2 separate regions of the Ovis aries genome follow, and region 1 is linked to region 2. The links are chromatin contacts, called in public Hi-C maps. All regions are on one chromosome and are shown on one strand. Each heading gives the region's core, a stretch centred on a gene start, on an enhancer-like site or on the middle of the called end of the contact. The rest is flanking DNA. Distances are from core to core; before and after follow the strand shown.

The links. Hi-C and Micro-C count contacts between places; a contact is called where the count stands out from the background.
Region 1: a Hi-C map of skin fibroblasts shows a contact between it and region 2, with 1.9 times the contacts expected there. The contact joins the promoter of GPT2 here to the promoter of ORC6 in region 2. A contact is called at or near these places in 4 of 16 Hi-C or Micro-C datasets (hypothalamus, muscle, skin fibroblasts and 1 more).

The regions. Positions count from the first base shown.
Region 1 is chr14:14,858,640-14,865,591 of ARS-UI_Ramb_v3.0, forward strand. It overlaps GPT2 (glutamic--pyruvic transaminase 2), which reads left to right and starts at 1,392. Exons shown (of 12, transcript XM_004014968.6): 1 at 1,392-1,507; 2 at 1,741-2,004. The coding sequence starts at 1,762.
Region 2 is chr14:14,549,005-14,556,563 of ARS-UI_Ramb_v3.0, forward strand. It overlaps ORC6 (origin recognition complex subunit 6), which reads left to right and starts at 3,415. Exons shown (of 7, transcript XM_027977796.2): 1 at 3,415-3,489; 2 at 4,688-4,833; 3 at 6,704-6,867; 4 at 7,085-7,174. The coding sequence starts at 4,786. It overlaps VPS35 (VPS35 retromer complex component), which reads right to left and starts at 2,932. Exons shown (of 17, transcript XM_042231575.1): 1 at 2,036-2,932.

The DNA.
Region 1 (6,952 bases), core at 142-2,641, 310 kb after region 2:
GAATACTCTCCTGGACTATAACTAGAAGACAGGTGTCCAGAGATCTTTGACTATTAAGACCTAGTCCAGTAATAGCACATTGAGTGTCTTATCAACAAAAACCTTCTTCAGAACTGGGGATGAGCCTTCCCAGCAACGTGGGACAAAATGGTTATGAAATGACCCCCAAAGTTTGGTAGGATTTATGACCACAAGGGGGCCATGTCAACAACAAATCGGCACTTACCAAGAGCATTGACAGTAACAGAACAAGGCATTTGCCATCTGCCTCTGCGGAGATTGAACCCCATGCTGCAAACCATCATGGTGACATCAGACCCTCATGACTAACAAAAAACCCTTTTGTAAATTGAGTGCTTCATGGTATTGAACATCCCCTTCACCAAAACCTTATATATTGACTTTCCCCCACTGCCGCTTTGGAGCAGTCTCTCAGAGCTATCTGAGATGGTGCCTTCCAGGCTTCAGTCCTCATTTTGCCTAAAATAAAACTTAACTCACAACTCTCAAGTTGTACATCTTTTTTCAGTCAACAGCAGGTACCTTTACAAAAAAAAAAAAAAAGCTACAAAAAGCTGAGCATCCATTCTCAACAAACGTTTACTGAGTTCTTACTATGTGCTGCTAACACTCAGAGGTTGTGTGAATACGTTGTGAACACAATGAACGAGAAAAACGTTGCCCCTGCCTTCTGGAGCTTACATGGTTAATGCGGGAGCCAGTAAAAAGTATCTAAATTTCTGATGCTAGAAAGGAAATTAAAAGAGGTAGTGGAGGTGGGGTAGCGTTACAAATGGAGCTGTCAGGAAGCCTGACCACCTGGTATATACCAGCTGTGTTGGTCCTTTAATTTTCACGACAATCCTTAAAGGCTGAGAGTTGATCTCCCTTTTGACAAGAAAACCGACGTTGAGACGGGTAAAAGTGGCAGTCAAGTCGCAAACTCCTAACCCCCACCCCACCCCTGCTTCCTAAACAGCGGCCACTGAACCCTGGATGATGAAACTTGGGGCGAGGACTGCACCATCTCTCCGCCTATGTCTTTGCAGATGTTGGGGAAAGGGTTGTGTGGGGGAATGCGGGATGCGCCTCCAGGGAGAAGCACCAAATAGCTCTAAATTCGCAGAAAGCCGCGAGGAGAGCCCCCGCCAGACCCCCTCCGGAATCCCAGACCCTTCAGCCAGACAAAGAGCCCGCCCAGCTCACGGCAGAGCCAGACCCTCGCTCCCGCCTCCAGCCCGGCCCCCAGATCAGGCCAGCGCGGGGCACTATGGGACTTGTAGTTCAACCAGTTCGCCACACCTGTTCTGAAAAACGACAAGGGAACTACAAGGCCCAGGAGCCAGCGGGGAGGCCCGGGCGGACTCGCAGGCTGTGGGTGTGTGAGCGCTGGGGGCCCGGTGCTGCGTGCGGGAGCTGGGATGCGGCTGCCGGCGCCTGAGCCGAGGAGCTGCCCTAGGCGAGCTTTCTAGCCGGACTCGACGAAGGGGTGACCAGGCGGCGACAGGCACGTTGCACGCATGCACTGGGCTCAGCCTTTGCAAAACCCGGTTGTGCAGCGCTTTCGCTCTGCAGCGGCGAGGTGCAGGGTCCGAGTCGCCGGGGGATGGGCACCCGTCCCCGGAGCCAGGCTGGCACCTCTCGCTGAAGGAGCCCTTAGCTGAGCTTGGGGGTGGGTGCCCGCGTGCCTGCCTTGGGCTGTGCGCGACGTGTTTGTTCTCTTTCCCTATTTGTCCCAAGGTTTCACTCGGCGGCCGCGCGATGCAGCGGGCGGCGGCGCTGGTCCGGCGGGGCTGCTGCCCCCGGACCCTCGGCCCCTGGGGCCGTAGTCAGAGCAGCGCGGCCGCCGAGGCCTCGGCGGTGCTCAAAGTGCGGCCCGAGCGGAGCCGGCGCGAGCGCATCCTTACGCTCGAGTCCATGAACCCGCAGGTGAAGGCGGTGGAGTACGCGGTGCGGGGACCTATCGTGCTCAAGGCCGGCGAGATCGAGCTCGAGCTGCAGCGGGTGAGCGCGGGCGCCCGGGCCCGCGTGGGGCGGGAGGGCCCTGGGAGGCCAAGGGGCACTGGTGGGGGCGAGGGGGGAGCAGTAGCAGCTGTCGCCTCCTGGGGTCCAACCGCTGTACTTCCTCCAGCCGCGTGGCCAAGCTCCTTCATTCTGCCAATCTTGACTGAAATGAGAGAATGCCCTCCCCCCAACCCTTCCCTCACTAGTGCCCGGCACCTGGCACAAAGTAAGGCCCTCAGATATGGTTCACTTGTTGAACTGAATTCATCAATTATAATTGAGTGGCCCTTAGTGCCAGGCACTGCCTGCTATGTGGCTGTCTTACTTGAGTGGAACCAAGATCCACTGGGGCGTGAGCGTGAGGACAACGACAGGCAGGAAAGACATAAAGGAGAATTTCAGAGATCACGTTAGGCACCAGAGGTGCGATGAAGGCTCTGAAGAGACCTGAGTGTTCTCCCGAAGCTTTTTCTCTCTCTGAGACCTTCTGGGTCATTCTTCCAGGAATGATTCCCTGACAAAAGTGGTCCCGCACAATTCCTTCCCCTAGAGCCCCTTTGGAACCTTGACTGACACCCTTATTTTGTTCTCTGAGGAAACAGTCGCCCACAGTGGGTAGCAGAGGCTTGGGCCTTTGGGGCCTTGGCAGGGTGGCCCTGGAACTTTCTTCCTCCTGGCGGCCAGCAGACTGGAATCTTGAGTTCACAGCTGTATATAAGGTGACCACACACCTGGTAGTGATTCCTGTCCCCCTACAACGAGGTGGCTCTGATGGGTGAAAGAAACACCTCTGTAGTTTACCAGAGTTCTAAGGCTGGTGGAATTCAGGAGGCAGGGTCCAGAAGGGGAATGTAAAAAATTGTATATATTCCTAAGATTTATAGGAGCAGATGAAGTAGTCACCCAGCTGCTTGCTCAAGGTAGTCCTAACCCAGAAGGGGGGAGGCTTCTTTGATCTCACTCTCATAGGCACCAGAACTGAATGTCCTGGGGGTGAGTTGGACACTTAATGGTCCTTGAATGCTTGGGAAGAAGCCATGATGGGACCATGACTGTAACATGGGCACTTCGGGGCGTTTGATGAGCTCACGGCTCGCTGAGACTTCATCAGGACACCCAGTTATGCTGACTCAAAACAGTGAGTTGAATAAGTGAAGTCCAGTGTCTCCCTCTGACTCCTTGCAAGGCCAAATTTAAAGCTTGGTCCTCGGAAAGCTGGCTTGGTTTCTGTGCCTCCCTGTCCCAAAAGTGGACCACAGGCAGAAAAAAGGTTTCTGCTCCTTGTTGATATCTGGCAGACTGGAGCTGGCCCTCCTTGAGACAACAGTCTCCCTGTTAAAGCTGAGATTAAATTGTTTCCGGTTTAGCACTTTACAACTGATTTCTCTGGTTCCAGAGCCGGTAGGGGTTCTGAGGATTATCTCTACCTTTTGTTAAGTAGCATGGACTCCATGAAGTATGGGGATGGTTAGAATAGAACGGAGACACTGTCTTTGCTTTCACGGAACTGATTGCCATGTTGTTCTCTGGGCCTGAACTTCTCTTCCTGAAATTCTTTAAGGATTGGTGGTTATTATTATTATTTTTTTTTTAGCACGTAGAGAAAATGTGAGAGCATTCTAGGTGGAAGGAGGGCTGGGAGCGAAAACAAGGTTGGGAATTTCTGGGCAAATAGGGGAGGGGATTTGTGCTGTTTGGAAAGCACTGTCTGGCAAGGGATATGATAAATGAATGAGATGGAAATGAGGGACTGGAGTCTGGTGTGCTGGGCTTAGGACTTATAGTGCAAAGTTTGGTGTGCAGTGGGCAACTAAGAAGATGTTCCAACAGGATATGACTCCATCATTGAGCTAGAGAAAGTTCTTGGTCATTGGGGCTGGAAACACTCTGTGATTTCTAGGACAGATGGCTCCACCACCAGGTCCTACCCCTGAATAACTTGAGACATTCTTTCTGTCCATCTACATTCTCCAGTACTTTCATTCAAATTCATCCCTTCTTGTTCTCTCCTCACTTCGTCGAGTCTCAGTTCCTGACTCCTGGTGCTGGAGATAATAGCCCCAGCCAAGCCTCGCTTAAATCTTTCACTCTTGAAGGGCAGCCTCTCCATTATGCTAGCTTCAGCAGGTCCTCTTCTGAGAGAGCCATGTTTTCTCAGGATTTCTCAGTCTTTTTTTTTTTTTTTGGCTTAGCTTTGCACAGCTTCGGGTTTTTACTTCTGTTTTGAACTCTAATGATCAAAACTGGACTGATGTTATTTTAAAGGGTTTGACTTGGTTAGAGATGGGATATGTAGGGAGGTGAGTGACTTGGGGGTAAATCTCTTGTCTTCTCTGGGCTTTGGTTTCCCTATTCTGTAAAAGAAGAGTAGTGGTCTGGTGGGCCCAGGGTTTCCCCAGGCCCTGACTTTTGTGCCTCTTTCTCCATTGGAAGGCCTTATACTGCCGTATGGAATCACTTCACCAGGTGCTCTGTTAACAGTACTGGCTGTTTGGCTGGACACGTGGCTCTGGTTTTTGACTGTGGGGTGGCATGCCAGACAAGTCCTGTCCGTCTTACTTTGTGGTAGGAGTGGGGGAAAATGCTCAGGAGAGCCTGAGGGGGAGGGGCACTTGGCTAAGAGCGTGTGAAAGAGGCCATTCTCCTCCAGCCTGTTCTGTGTGCTTTCAGGGAGGCCCTGTTTCTCCCTGACAGCAGCTCCAAGGGGGAGTACCTATCAGCTTTTCAAATCCTGGTGTTCCCTGGGAGCGGCACTTAAAAATAAACTGCCATTAGTAGGAGTTTTGAAAAAATCTGTCAGTTCCTCCTCAACCTACTTCTTTTTCCCTTGTTTTATTGGAGGAGGAAAGGAGGTTGACAGAAGTGGAGACAGGAATGGCTTTTGTTTGTAAAAAGTACAGAGTCAGGGCAAAACATTCATGAGGGGAAACACTGAATATGTTAAAGTCACTGAGTGCTACACCGAGAAACAGATGAAAATGGGGAATGCTGGAGCACCTGCTGATAGTTAGCTAAGAGCTAAGAGTGGAAACTCTGGATGTGTGAGGCACAAGCAGTGAAATCTCATAGGCCGTTTTCTTTAGCGCTTAGATGCTTTTTTAAAATAAAAGAAATTTGTAACATAGGCTTTCTTAGCGCTTAGACGCTATTTTAAAATAAAAGACATTTGTAACATAGGCTTTTGTTTGGATGAACCCTCCACCCATCCCCCTGCCCAAGTCACCAGGGACCTGCATCCTGGGCTTTACCTTTATGTGCTGTGGGCCTCGCATCGTTCAGAACACCTTGGCCTCAATTATTCCTCTGTAAAATAGGGCCAATTTATTTCCACTGAAGATGAGTTGGAGATGTTTAGTGATGATGGTTTGAATAGCTAGAACCCTATCAGGATTCTGGCTATCTGGGGAGAAACAACTGCACCAGAGACTTTCCTGTTGTAGGTCAAAAGGTTATGTGAGCTTATATTAATATAAGCAGTGTTTCTAAAAAAAAACTTTATGAGAAAGCAAAGGCTAGTGTTCCTCTTTTTTTTTTTTTTTTTTTTTTTTTTTAGCCTGTGCTGCGTGGTTTGCAGGATCTTAGTTCCCAATCAGGGACTGAACTCACGCCCTCAGCAGTGAATGCGTGGAGTCCCAACCACTGCACCACTAGGGAATTTCCCAATCAGAACCCTTGGGAGGGTCTTGTTTTCAAGCTAACGAGAGTTGCCTGGGGGAGAGGTGCTGAGGGTCCCTCTTTCCTTGCCTTCCTTCTGAGTCTCTGGGTCTAGGAATGCGCTCTATGGGGTTGGCTCTCCTGCCTGGCGCTTAGGCTTGCTGCCTTGAATTATCCTGTTTGGAGCTCATTCACCTTTCATCCCTACTCTGCCCTGCAGATCTCCACTTCTACGGTTGACCCTCCTACAGACTCCCACAGTTCAGGAGCCTTCCATCCAGCCTTCCCTGCCTCTGTGGTTAGAAAATTCAGCCCCTGAGTCCCCACCTCCTCAATCTCAGGCCTGTGTCGGGCTGGCTCGTTTCTTCCAGGTTTGCATATCACGATGGTTAGGGCCAGACCCTGTGCTGAGCCTCACTTTCTTCTGCTCTGCAGCGCAGCTGTTCTCAAGTACCCTGGAGACTAGTCAGGTTTGTCTCTGAGACTTCCTTCCGGAGCTCTCTGGGGCCAGCTGTGCCCTTTCTCCCTTCTCTGAGCCTGCTTCTTCATCAGCCAGCACTCTGAAGGTGGTGGCCTTTCTGGTGTTGCCCACTTCTGTCACAGAGCATGATTCATAAGTGTTCGTGAATGAAAGGGAGGTTCTCTGGGGAGTAACTGTCCTACCAAGCCTCCCCACTGACATGCCGCATGAAATGACAGGAGCCACCCCTACCTTGAGGAAAATGCCTGTGCCTGTTGGAATTGTCCATTGTTCTCATGCTGCACATGTGAACTGGGAAGGACAGTCGTAACAATGATAAAGGAGTTATCATTATCCTTCCTTTATCCTTCTTCCCAATAACTCCTTCTGAAATATGCCATCTCCAGGGCCTGGGGGCCTGCTCCCTGAGCCTTCCTTGACCTGAATGGTGGGAAGGGAGCCCCCCTGCAATGGATCTCATCTCAGTTTCCCCTGGTGAGGCAGCTCTGGGCAGGATGTGTGCAGGTGAGTTAGACACATGGTTCTAGGATGCTAGGAATTGGAACTAAAAAGCTACGTGCTGACCTGGCCAGCTCCTGCGGCAGGGCTGAGGTGAGGTCTCCATTGGGTGTGCTTGCCAGACTTGGATGAGTCACTGTGGGCAGAAGTCTGCCCCGGCTCCTTGGTATTTCCCAACCCACGTAGAACTCAAGTGCATAGATACAGGAGTCTCCTTTGTATGGTGGCCCTTGGCTGGGCAGCCTGGTCCCCAGTCCATTCAGAGGAGGCAGGTTCCCACTCACTAGCTCTTCCATCATAGCAAAGTATCTGGAG
Region 2 (7,559 bases), core at 2,165-4,664:
AACCCAGGGAGCAAACCCAAACACAGGTTCTGCACTGTGTCTCCTGCATTAGCAGGTGGATTCTTTATCACTGAGCCATCTGGGAAGCCCTATAAACAGATTACAAACAATTCAAAAATATTTGTATAGAACTGACTAGACTCAGTAATCTGTAGGCCAATTAGCAAAATTTTTCTATTTTGTACCAACTGGGTTTAAAATTAATAGAAAAGCATGTATACAAAATGTAGAAAATAAAGAGATAAAGCTATAATAAAGAAATGTACTTTTACATGTTACTCGTAAGACAATGCAGCTGGCTATTCTAAAGGAACATCTAGATGCCCTTCCTGCCAAGTATGGGACTGAGCAAGTCAGTTTAACATGAACATGATTTCACTATACACAAATTAGGTAACCAATGACCCCTCACTCATAAAAGTCATTTACAAATGACTCTGTACATAGCAGTTATATATATCAGAGAAAAATGGAAACACTAGAGCCAAGATCAAATTAATATTTGTGATTAGGCCCCTTTTAGCCCACACATTCAAGCCAAATAGCCCTCACAACTCTACAGTTAAAAGGTGCAGAGAAAACAACGGTCACTATGAACATATCACTTATAAAACTAGTTCCCATTCAAACAATGTGCTTTCATTTCCTCTTGCAGCAAACAAGGATAATAGAAACACTTGTATCATTGTTATGAGTAATAAAGTGAAATGACACTGATAAAGCTTGAAAATTGCTTAGCACTTAGTAATAAGCAATCCACCTAAGTGTTCCCATCATTATTATATTCCCCATAGATACCAGCAATTATCTACAACCATCCTAGAGACTTGTCGATCTCTCCACTCATATAGATGTTTTCAACATAGATGTAATCAAACAATGCAATGTTAATCAACTACAAAATGAAAATAACACATCTCACAAAGATACAGAATTTCACTATGTTAATGAAAATACTATTTTTAAAATGACGGTAAGACACAAAATAGCAACTGAAGTAGGGAGAACTAAGCACGATGAAGGAATGGAACATCCAAAAATATATTTTAATACCGGCACCTCCAATTTCATTTACCAATAAATTTCCCCAGGAATCCTATGATGGCACACACCACAACCATTTACTTCCCCCAGCTTTATCTACTAGCAATACACGTTCATCTCCACCTAGAAAATTCCTACTCACAGTCCTCAGAATCTCAGTTCACATGTTACTTCCTGTAATCTTTCCCATACTCCCCAGAACCTTCTCTCCTTTCATGGTCCCACAGCACTGAACTGATGGACTGTCCTCAGTACTCAGACTGTACTACATTAAGTTCCATAAGCATGTCTTCTGCTAGACTCTTCAGTTCTTTGAAAGCATGGGCTATGTTTTCAGTGTCCAGCACAGTGCATGACATAAAAGACACACAAGATGCATGATAAATTGAACTGAACCCTAGATTTTAGAATTGGGAAGGGCCAAAAGGGGAACATTTGTTTTCAGATGCAAAAAGGAGACTCAAAGAAGAATGAGTGATTTGCCCAAGTCAGAGACAGTGGTTGTGACAAGACTACTACTCAAGTTTTCTTTCCCAGTAAAATTCGTGAGGACAATACAGGGTGTCTCCTTCACTGTTCCAAACTGGTTCCTCACGCACAGAACGGGGATATATAAGAGATCCTCAAGTAGGTGCTTTTTTATTACAAACACTATAAATGTCAATCCATAAATGCTGAGAAACAGACAAATGCTAGTTTAATTTTTGCACCATTCTTATATCAATTCCCAAATAAGAATTCAGAGAAATAAGCAGAATCACCTCGTACAGCATCACATTATATGAAAGCAATATATGTCAAACATTTTGCTTTTGGCATTAGTGCATTTAAAGTGCAGCCTGTTTCCAGGCTTACAGGTTTTCAGAAGCCTGTCTACACAAACTGAATAGTGAGATAACTAAAACTGACATACTGTACACCAACATGCAAAAATATTCTTTATACAGTACAGGCTATGTCAAACGCTAATAAAATGCAAGTGACAACTTGCCTTTGTGGAAACTAGACACAAGGATTCACATTTTGAGGAAGTTCAAGTTCACCAGCCAACAGCTACACCACGATTTGCTGCCAGCATGGAGAGGCGCTAAGGAGAATGCCTCCTTCCAGTAAGTAAAAGACCTGGATTTTATCAATGGGGAAGTCAGTAAAAGAGCCAGGGCGCCCAATGAACAAATATTAAAGGAAACAAGCAGTCTCTTTTTTGTCTCTCAGAATTAATGGAGATCAGATAGTATGAGTCCTTCCAGGAAATTCACCTAAGCCAGTCCCTAGAATTCTCTGACACATACTGCAATCTAAGAGGCCTATGAGGCTAAAAAAGGCCCGGGCACTATTAAGGACCCTCCAGAAGGTATTTCTTGCACAAGACAGGGACACGAAAGCACTACCAGGCACAAAGGTGGAACCGTCAGCAAGGGAGCAGCCTTTGGGCGGGTCCCAACGCAACCTCTGCGCCTCAGGCCCTCCGTACGCCCCCGTTCTAGCCAGACGCCCAGACCCAGCACTAGAGATCCCCTCAAGGCGGGGCAGTGGCGAACTCCACTCAGAGGGCTCGCAGGCCCTTACTGACTCTCAGAGCTAGGGAGCGAATACACCCCCTCAAAGAGCAACGGCCACGGCCAGGCGCCGCCGCGCCCCCGATCACGGATCGGCCCGCCTGCGGCCTTCCCCGGCCTGCCCCCCAACCCGTAGGCCAAGCCTGGCTGGTATTAGCCCCGACCCGGCTGCTGGGCCCCGACTCCGCCTGCATGGTTCCAAACGGTGGGAGCGAGCAGTGGCTAGGAAAAGGGTCAGCCCGGGGCCCGCCGCCCCTCAGCACTCACCATGGCGACTCCCCTAAGCCTGCAGCTTGAAGCACCCACCCCGCGCGGAGCCTCCCGCGGTCAGGTGACTCTGCGGCCCCTCCAAGCCCCGCCCCCTCTAGCTCCGCCTTCGGACCCATCAGACGGCTTCTCGATTGGTCCCCCAACTCCCGCGTATTTATTGGTCCCTGTCACTTCACGGTGGACTGACGGACCTAGGCGCCAGCCAATCTCTCCACGATGTGTGAGAGGGCGGGGGCAGTGCGGAGTACCGGGGAAGCTCTCGGCGGCAGGAAGGGGCAGCCGGAGAGAAAGGCAATACTAGAGTCTCTCCAGAAGGGAGGAGTGGAGTGAGTGGAGCCACCCCAGCACATTCACTTTTTGCCTTGACGTGTGTACTCGCAGCGCGCACGCGCAGAAGGATGGCCAGGATTGGTTTGCGGGGCAGTCGGAACTTCTAGTCCTAACCAATCCAGGTGCCGCGAGGGGGGGCGGCCCAGCCTTAATTGGCTAGCGCAGCATCAGTGCGCGGGTTTCGTCTGGTCTCAGCTGTGGGTGTCGTCCTAGTCCGCGCCATGGAGTCTGGTCTGATCAGGCGTTTAGCCCCGCGGCTGGGCATCGCCGAGCCGGAGGTGCTGAGGTGAGTCCGGCTGCGCACGCCCCAGTAGCCCTGCGCCCTCCTCAAATGGGGCCCCATGCTTTTCCCGCGCAAAGGCAGAATTTAGGCTCTACATCAAGAAAATCCTACCGGCAATAGGCTCTGTGAGCTGGCCGGAGGGGCGAGCGGCCCCTGGGACCAGCTAGCATTGTGAGATGCACGGTGGTGGGAAAGGGAGAGAGGCGGAGAACTTGGGTCGTTTCCCTGAAACTTACTGAGAGTGCGTTTACGGCAGAGGCAGACGGGATACAGAACCCAAGGAGGGCAGTGTCTGGTGGCCACGACATGCAGTAAACGAAATAGGATTGGTGTGCGGAGCCGTGGCCTGTGTCTGCTTTTAATTTAAACAAACAAACAAAAAAACTTTCCAGAAAGCCTCGGAGGGGTTGCTGTTTGCGCTGAGACTCGATTGATAGAAGCTGCCAGCCACGGGAAGATGTGGGAAGAGAGCCCAAGCTGGCACAGAAAACTGTACAAAAGCCCGGAGATGGCAAGGGCCTTTGCAAGATCCAGGGTTAGAAATAAAGTATTTCTAAATACTTTAAACTGTGGAGTGCAGGACTTAACTCTGGAGGGCAGGGCTAGGCCGGGTGCCTGGGCTGTGGATTAGTTGAGGGAAGGGAAGGAGCATTTCTTAAAAGACAGGAAGTATGGCCTTCTGCACTCTTAATCATTTAGAACAGTGGTTCTGAAAGTGTAGTCCCTGGACCAGCAGCATCAATATTTTCTTGTCACTTGGTAGAAATGCACATTCTTGGGCCCCATTCTAGGCCTACCGATCAGAAACTTGGGGCTTGTTTTCACACGCTACAAGGTGACTGTCATAGACATTAAGTTTGAGAACTACTGATTTAAAGGAAGGAGGAACCCTGGTTTCACCTGCCTGCCTCTGTCTGCCATAGTTCATGCTTGTTCCAGTAATGGAAGGCTGAAAGAAGGGTTGGCCTTTTTTGAAGGATTTCAAGAACTTAATTCTTCCTGAAAGGATTGGAGCACAGTGATGTTCGGAGTCAGGGGGTTTGTTCTGTCTTGTAGAACCCTGTCCTCTCTCAAAGGATGTGAGTTTCATTCCCAGCCCCAAAAAACATGCATAAGAGTTAGGGTCAGAATGAAGTCCACCTGGCTGAATTTATTGCTTACCAAAGTATTGGGCAAACTTCTGAAAAAGAAAGAGTTTTAGTGAATGTGTTGCTCAGGAAAGCGGAGGAGTACTTGCGACTGTCCCATGTGAAGTGTGCTGGCCTGTCTGCACGAACCACAGAAACCAGCAATGCAGTCATGTGCCTGGACCTTGCAGCTTCCTGCATGAAGTGCCCCTTGGACAGGGTAAGTAGGTCCCAGTGAATGTCTGAATACTCTGGTGTGACACTGAAGTTTAATCATATGTTTTCATCTCTGGTTGTACTAGCCCCTGTTAAACTCTGTTTTAGAATTTTCATCTAGAATATGTAGAATATGTTACTCTAGATGAAGTTTAGAACCATTGTGTCAAGTTGGAGAAACTTTTTTGCAATGATATCTTTACTCTTTACTACGTACTTTCCCTGAGCACTTCTTTCCTTATACAAAGGCATCTATCAAACTGCCACTAGCATCATCCTCCTAAATCACATACTTTAAAACCATTGTATTATTTTTCTTCCAATGTCACAGTGATTGAGAGCCAAGCTATGGCAAGACTCACATGTTGAGACCAGATCTCAGCACCACCAGTTACTAGTTCTGTGAGTCTCTTGTTTCCTCATCTATCAAGTGGGGTAAGAGGTATCCATTTGGAGAAGACTCTTGAGTCCCTTGGACTGCAAGGAGATCCAACCAGTCCATTCTGAAGGAGATCAGCCCTGGGATTTCTTTGGAAGGAATGATGCTAAAGCTGAAACTCCAATACTTTGGCCACCTCATGCGAAGAGCTGACTCATTGGAAAAGACTTTGATGCTGGGAGGGATTGAGGGCAGGAGGAGAAGGGGACGACAGAGGATGAGATGGCTGGATGCATCACTGACTCCATGGACGTGAATCTGAGTGAACTCCAGAAGTTGGTGATGGACAGGGAGGCCTGGCGTGCTGTGATTCATGGGGTCGCAAAGAGTCAGGCATGACTGAGCGACTGAACTGAACTGATTTCACTGGATAATTGTAAGGAAGAAACAATGTACTATATGTAGCACTCCTAACACAGTGCCTATCACACATATATGCTACGCTGATAAAATGGTGGCATTGTAAACACCATTGACTTCCAGTGGGTTGGCTCCCCATTACCATCAAACTCTCCAGCCTCTCTTGATCCCTGCTAACCTCAAGCTACAGTATTCACTTACTTAACAGGCCATGCACCTTAATGACTGACTTTGTAAATGCACTGCCTTTTTTTTTTAAACCTGGGATGCTCTTCTAGCAAGCTCCTGTTTGTCTTAAAATGACCTCACTTTGCTGGCACATTGTTTATTAAGCTTTTCTTCCCCAGGCAGAGTTGGTGTCCCTCAGTCGTTGTCCCTCCTGTTTCTCTCCCAGTCTCCGTCTCCTGTCCCTTTTGCACACACTCACCCTCCTCACGCCACTCCCACTACTTCGCTCCTTCGTTTTTCCAATGGATTACAAATTGGCACCTTTGTTAAAATAAGTAACCATATATATATCTTCTCTGTTTTTAAATTCATGGACTTCTCACGTGACACTAGTGGTAAAGAATCCACCTGCCAGTGCAGGACGCACAAGAGACACGGGTTCTCTCCCTGGGTTGGAAAGATTCCCTGGAGTAGAAAATGGTACCTTAGTCCAGTATTCTTGCCTGGAAAATTACATGGGCAGAGGAACCTGGCAGTCCATGGGCCTGGCTACAGTCCATGGGACCTCAAAGAGTCAGACACAACTGAGTGTGCACACATGCATGCGTGTGCACACACACACGCATTTTTTAGTTCACAGCTCGGCATTGGTAGTGTTATGTTGTATTTTAAATTATCTGCACACACATGTGACATGACTGCCTTTCTATAGGTATGAGCTATTGCAAGCAGTAGTTAACTTGTCTGACATGGTTACTGATTTTGAGTAAATGAAGCTAAACCTTTAGGTAGAGTGACTTGCCACAGAAATAATTAATCTTGAAAAGCTGACTTATTAAACAAGTGTTAAAGGTACTAATATGGAGCACTTAAGATTTTTATGATTCATTTCTTTTTCCTTTCAAAGGCTTACTTAATTAAACTTTCTGGCTTGAACAAGAAGATGTATCAGAGTTGTCTTAAATCGTTTGAGTGTTTATTGGGCCTGAACTCAAATATTGGAATAAGAGACTTAGCAGTACAGTTTAGCTGCACAGAAGCAGTGAACTTGGCTTCAGAGATACTGCAAAGGTATGAGGCATGTAATTAAAACTCAGTACTGATACATAAATTGAAAGTATCCAATGTCCTGGTAATTTTCAGTTTAAAAAACAATTAACATGCTGAAGTGACAGAATGTATTTCTTTTACATTTAAGTGACACATTTATGAGTTTGTATTTGTATTTTCAGTCCCTTTGAAACAATATTTTCTAACAAATAACTCTGCGAACACTGCTTTTACTCAGCTATGAGTCCAGTCTTCCACAAACACAGCAGGTGGATCTTGACTTATCCAGGCCGCTTTTCACCACTGCTGCCCTGCTTTCAGCTTGCAAGTAAGTGTTCCTTTTACCATTCAGGAAAGTCTATAATTTATAAATAAATTTCTCATTCCCAAAGAATACTTCTAATTTAGTTGATTTCAACTCAAAGCATATTTTCCTAAATAACAGTAGTGGCCAAGTGACCCGAGTCTCAGTTTATCCCACAACAGATCTGACAGCTAGGAATTAGTGTTGCCTGAAGGCTGCTTGCCAATATATAAGCTGGGTAATCTGATTTCGGAGTCTGCCTTTTTAAAATCATGAAATCTGTCATTAAAATAGCATTTAGTTGTGATTTTCCAGTCACATTTTTGAATTGTTGATTACAACTCTTTTTCAAGTAATTTATAAAACAGTTCAATAATAAATTCTTAATTTGAATCTTTGGGGTTATCTA